Linked DNA regions of Mus musculus: region 2 is linked to region 1. A link is a contact called in public HiChIP or PLAC-seq data. All regions are on one chromosome and are shown on one strand. Each heading gives the region's core, a stretch centred on a gene start, on an enhancer-like site or on the middle of the called end of the contact. The rest is flanking DNA. Distances are from core to core; before and after follow the strand shown.

Region 1 (3,141 bases), core at 383-2,882:
GGTAGGCACTAGGAACTGAACTCAGGTCCTCTAGGATGAGCAGCCGATGCTCTTAACCGCTGAGCCATCTCTCCAGCCTCATCTGTGAGTTATTTATACCAACTTCTGGTGTTATCTCTTGATGACAACATTTATAGTTTACAACTTCCCTTCCCTATAGGCCAATTACAACACTGAGCAAAAAAAAAATACTGTAATTCATGGGATCTCTCAGTATGGGAAGTTGCAGAGGTCGGGCTTGAATCCAAGTCCACCAGTGTTGCAGATCCTGAAGACCTTTGCCACAGCGCACAGGGGCTTTGCTGGCCAGGGAAACTGCAAGAGGCCTGAGCTGACTTTAGCGAGAAAAGCCATGGAGGTAGAAAGGCCTGAATAAGGTGGAAGTGTCATGGAAGCTTTTGAAGAAAGTGGGTCTTATTCCACGCCAGTTCTTAAGTGATACTTTAAAGAGGACTTTGGGGGAGGGGACTATGACAGTAAGCAGCAGGCAGAGGCAGCAGCGACTTACGTGGAAGAGAAAAGAAGGTTCCTGCTTGGACACAGTAGATAGAGAAAAGGCAAGAGGTAGTGGTACCGGGTCTTAAATAACAGGCTGTAGAATTTAGTCTTATAACCCCAGAGCGTTCCCCAGCAGGGATGGGCAGGGATAAAAGCAATATTTGGGAGTAAAACTCTCTGATGGCTGAATGTGACATGAGTTCTAGCAGAAAGAGAGTGGCCAGGCAAGAAGGAAGTGGACCCCAAAGGAGACACAGGGTATGGAGGTTTTAAAGCAAGGAAGTAACAATTTTCTGCCCAACCCAGTTGCCACTGGGCGCAGATGCTGGGATCAGAAACACATGCACATCAGCTCACAGGATGTTCACCACAACCCCAGGGATGCAGCCTCACCCCATTTTAAAGAAGAAAGAACAGAGGCTTGCTAAGTATCAAGTTGGGCCTATGAATGCAGTTTGGTCTGGTTGCACAGTCAATGCTCAGAGGCACCAGACAGAGATCGTAGTGGGAGCTCTGCAGTCTTGGTAGCTGGCCACAAGCCTGAGACCTCATCTAGGAAAGGGGGCGCTGCTAATCCACCACAGGGTGCCAGGCAGCTGGTTTAGGAAACACAGTCTGCATTTGCAGCTTGGAGAGGACTGTGTTGCCACCCACACCCCTGGATTGAATCCCAGCCGTCTGAGAGAGCAGGAGAAAAGAGAATCGATCCTATCTGGCTCCTCAGATAGGCACCATGTGGCTTTGCTTTGAAGACCTGGGTTACATTATAGCTTAGCCCACAAAGGGCCCTTGTGATGCCTGCATGTGACCCGGACCCATTGGGATGGCACCTCTGCCGCCTCCTCAGCTTTGTGGTTGACCAAAATGTTCAGAATAAGATTTTTCAATAAATGGCTCATTCTGCAGTTACTCTGCAGAGAAAAAAAAAGTCAGGTCACAGGCTTCTGAAATGTCACCCCTGCATCTGTCCTTCCACTGCTGCAGAGGCTCCAAAGCCGAGAGCTGGGTGCAGAGAGGTTCGGCGCGCCCAGACCATCTGTTGCATGGCTGAGAATACTTGAAAGAGCCGTTTCTCGCACAGCTCAGTGTGCGCGTGGCCTCAGCCTGTGGCCCTGGCTCTCACCAGCGCATTTTTGGGATTCTTTTTTTTTTTTTTTTTAAACAAGTCACATGTGTGCACAATTTAAAGAGACTAAGAGCTGTGTGGAGCTTGATGAAAGTTAACAACATTCTCTGACTCTCTCTAGAAGCAAACATTTCCCCCAATTTTAGTGAGATGGATCTTAGGCTGTCTCTAAGTACTTAGCTTATATTGCTTCTCTTTGATTCACCCTTGTTAGGAATTACCCACTGTCTCCCCACTGTGGAAGATGAGGATTTAGCTGACACTCATCACCATCCCTGCCCTCGGCATGCGCATGCTCCTTAAGTTCCTGGTTACATATACTCTTGATACCCATTGCTTTTGTTATCTCTGGCAAGGAGGCATTATGAGTGACTCATAGTCTAGTAGTATAGCTTCAAGACTTTACTTCTGGGAGAACATTTTTTTTTAGTATCCTATGTATCTCTCATGAATCCAGAGGCAACCTCGCCTCCAGCTTTGTCAGCCTCCTCTGCTGTGTACTTTAAGCCGTTACGTGTCAATCAAGTGAAATTCCCAGGAAAAGTTGTACCTACATTAGACACCGCAGGACTGACTGTTTACAATTTCAATGATCATGGAGATTTGGAATGTTCTAGGCACAAAGTCAAAGTATACTGGGTATGTTTAGCTCACCTAGAGAGCCATGTATTGCCTACCTCTGTGTGTGACTAAGATCCTTGTGACTATTGCATAAATCCATTTGGAATTTATGAACAGACCCCAGTCTTCCAAAAGCCCAAAGCTAAATTGCGATTAGCCCGGCTTGCTGTCTAACTGCCTCCTTGATGGTCCACCGGTGTATTTAAAGGATATCCAGAGAGCTGGAGAGACTACTCAGTGGGAAATGCACTGGCAGCTAGTCTAGAGCAGTGGCTTTTAACCTGTGTGGGTCGTGACCCCTCTGGAGTAGTAGAAGGACCCTTATGAAGAGGTAGCCTAAGACCAAGGGAAAACACAGATAATTACATTTATGTTCCATAATAGTAGCAAAATTACACTAATAAATTAGCAACAACATAATTTTATGGTTGTGGGTCATCACAGCATAAGGAACCCTATTAAAGGGTCACAGCGTTTAGAAAGATTAGGAAGCACTGTTCTAGAGGACTATGGCTCAACTCCCAGCACCCACATGGTGGCTCAGGAATTCCATGACTCTAAAGATCTGATGCCCTCTTCTAGCCTTCAGAGGTACCATGTGCACGCACACATGTAAAATACCTAAATGTGTAAAAAAGTTGTTCTGAGTTACGATTACTGCCAAACTATAAAATCATCATGAAACTGATACCTTGTTGGAATGTGGTATTTGTAGCAGCCTGGATCTGTGTTTCTGGGCCATGGCTACTTATTATAATTGGCTCAAGAATCACTTATCTTTTATTCACTTTGTTGTGAGAACTGGTGTGTGTGTGTGTGTGTGTGTACATAAATATCCCATCAATTGCTTTACACAGGAACCTACCCCTAGCTCTGGACCTGGGATCCCACAGACC
Region 2 (3,141 bases), core at 375-2,874, 520 kb after region 1:
TTCTTCTATGTGCTCATCTGTCATCTCCACCCAAGTCTTGTGCTTTTCCATCAAGAGTCCTTTCTCTCAGATCTCTGGTTAAAATGGCAGATGTCAAATTCCAATCACCACCTCCTTGAGTTGCATTTCATTGTGAACTTCAGTAACCATAATTAAGCGTGCCGTTTCTCTTGCTAACCTGGTGTCATTAGCTTAATTTATGCATTCTGTTATCTTGTATTCCTCATACTGGAGAGTAAACCCAGGGCTCTATACATGCCAGGTAGCACAGCACCTACTAAGCTATATCCCCAAGTAATTTACAGGCTTCTAAGTACTGAAGCTAAGAGGATAAAGACCCCCCACCCCAAACTCCTCACATGGAGAGTTTCAGGCATTCACTGTGCTCTAAAGAGACTTCCTGGGACCTACAGCAGTCACTTGAAGCTGTAAGGAGCTTCTCAGAGAAGTCTGATGTTTAAGAATACTGGATCCAGACTAGGAAGAGCATAGCTTTCCTATGCTTCTGGAAAGATCTTTGAATCTTTCTTTCCCCTAGACAGGGTTTCTCTGTGCAGCGCTGGCTGTCCTGAAACTTGCTGGGAGTAAAGGCATGTGCCACCAGGACCTATCAAGGTCTTTGAATCTTAAAGGACACTGATTGATTAGTGATATCTACCAAACACAATAGGATGAGGGGTGGAATTAGGATGTCGGTAGGTGTTTACCAAAGCCGCATGTAGCTGTCCTCCTATAACTCTTTAAAGTATCAATAGTGTTTTTCTTCATGCTTTCTTTCTCTTCTGAGCCCTCCCTCTTGGTAATTTTTAGCAAACCATTCCTCTTGAGTCACATATCTTCTTTGAGTTCAAGAACAGATGCTGAAGAACCAAGAGTCTCTGTCAGCATCTGCCCAGTGGGCTTTGCCTCTTGGCTTATCTTGTTTTTCCATTCTTTTTCTTCAGAGTTCTGGAAAAAAGCTTGAGGGTGATTCATTTGCCCTGTGCTCCAACTTGAAAACAAAAGAATCTCTAGCATGAGCAATAAAAGAAGATTGTTGGCACGTGATGTTATTACATTCCTTTTCGTTCTCATTCACAGCCGTCCTTTTGAAGCACTTTCTAGCGCTGAATCCCCATGCTGCTTGGCATTTGGGGGAACAAGAATAGGACAGACAGAATGCCTGGTCTTTGAGAAGTCAACCAGGAGCACTAGATTTCATCAGGCAACTAGGAGTGTTAAGTGCTATGATGGGGTGCGAAGAGAGTGTAAAGAGGGAAGAGGCACAATTGTCTGCAGGGGATGATGGAGAGTTTTCTGAAGTGTTAATCCTGTCTTTGCCCCTGTGGGTTTGTTAACTTAATAAACTTATAATTACAGAGAATGTTCTATGTGCCAAGTTCTGATCCAGACATGTGTGCTGCAGGGGTGAACTAAACAAAGATCCCTGCTCTCAGGGAGTGTGCATGGTAATAGAGGGACCAGATGGGAAATACTGAGGCAGCAGGCAAGGATCACCACGTCAGATTTATTAGCTGGTAAACTGGGGTGGGGGAATGTGGTTTGGCTGGTGCTGTGATGGCTTCTCCCTTCTCTTTCTACCATCTGCAGGCAAGGTGGACACTCCTTGTTCCATCCTGCTCAGGCCAGTTAGAAAGCAGGTCCTGGGCCCTGACTCATGTGTGCTTTCCCCCTAACTTCAGTGTATGTAAACCACTCCCAATGAAGGGAAGAGTGTAGGAACTGTACTGGGTCAAGATGCAAAGAGTGGTTCTGTCTCAGAGCCAGGAGCAGGCGTGTGAGGCTCTACTTCATTTAGATCAGGAAAGAGTTCAGAGAGTTAGGTGAGGAACTGTCCTCTGGACAAAGAGAGCGAGACTGGGTTTCAGACCAAGGAGAAGTAGGCATCAAAGCATAGATTATGCATAGAAAGCCCTGGTAGTGTTAACATTTTACCTCCTTAAAGGACAAGATTACAGTTTAGTTTACAGATCTTAATTGATTTATTTATCTATTTTTAATTCTGGAGCTGGGCATCCATTTCATTCCATGGAGTAGAGTATGTGTTCTTGTAGGCTTAGATTTTTCAATCCTATTTTTAATATGGGTTCTTAAATGCTTTAACCTCCCTTCTAGCCCATCACCCACCAGAGGTAATGGAAAAGAAAGGTTATTAGGATATGGGGGAAATGGACCTGTTTAGAAATTGTTCTTTGGAGCAAATCCTATCTGCATTGTCAGGAAATCAGCAGTTCAGTTCACAGGAATCAGCAGCAGCAGCTTGATCCACTCTCAAGTACTTCATGAATGAACAGTTTAGTTCAGTAGTGTCAGAATAGCAAACATGCATCAGCACCTAGCAGAAACAGCCAAGCCTCAGCCTAATCACCATGAGTCGGCGATCAGGAGAAGTTCTCTTCTGTGCCTTTCTGTGTAGATCAGCCAAGATGCAGAACCAAGAAGAGTGGCAAAGCTAGCTATACAAGCCTCTGTCACTGTCCATTGAATCCTAATTATATTCCCTCCAAACATCATGTGTCCTCCCAGGTCTTACCTCACCATGTGTCTAGGCTCAGCAAGCGAGTCTGTCTTCGCAAAACTTCACATGCGTCTGTATCAGTTGACATCACTCTGCCAAGCAGCCTGAGCGTAAGAAAGCGGCAAGAAGCTGCCTTACTAGTTCTTTGGGGAGTTTCTCTCTGTGGAGTCACAGCAAACAGACCTCAGCTAGGCAATGTAAGGTGAACCAATACATGTGTGTTGTTAGCGAAGACTCCTTTATCGCATGTTCTTTCTTGTGTTTGCTTTAGCAAACATCCTTTCATCTGTCTGTGTCCACTTCAGGAAAACACTCCTTCACATGTATGCCCCAGCAAAACACCCTCTGATACAAGTGACTTGCCAAAGAACCCGTAAGTTTCCATTTCATGTTCCAGTGAGCTGACCAGAGGAAGCAGGTTTTATAGGGACTCTTGAAAGAGCAAAATACAGAGGATGACTGGTCATTTTGGAGTCATTTTTCTTGTGAGCTGGAGACAAGGAGATGAGAGCAGAAAGGCAGCTGGCAGGTGAATATCACATTGCCCTTTTAGCGTCAAGATTAGGGCAGAAGAAATGTCATTATCGTGCCATTTGAACTGGCTTGATTTAAGAATTCTGTTT

What was found. HiChIP or PLAC-seq counts read pairs in DNA pulled down with a chosen protein or histone mark.
Region 2: an H3K27ac HiChIP or PLAC-seq map of the NIH/3T3 cell line shows a contact between it and region 1, with 6 times the contacts expected there. The contact joins two enhancer-like sites.

Annotation. Positions count from the first base shown.
Region 1 is chr2:101,982,084-101,985,224 of GRCm38.p6, forward strand. The region is part of intron 4 of Ldlrad3 (low density lipoprotein receptor class A domain containing 3); the gene reads right to left. Among named protein-coding and RNA genes, the nearest start is that of Gm39888, 8.3 kb to the right of the region's middle. Within about 2 kb of position 1,633, at least 105 of the 459 cell types and tissues checked have an H3K27ac peak or open chromatin away from gene starts, as enhancers often do. A contact at or near this core is called in the NIH/3T3 cell line, where this site is marked.
Region 2 is chr2:102,506,832-102,509,972 of GRCm38.p6, forward strand. No RefSeq gene overlaps it. Among named protein-coding and RNA genes, the nearest start is that of Pamr1, 42 kb to the right of the region's middle. Within about 2 kb of position 1,625, at least 27 of the 459 cell types and tissues checked have an H3K27ac peak or open chromatin away from gene starts, as enhancers often do. A contact at or near this core is called in the NIH/3T3 cell line, where this site is marked.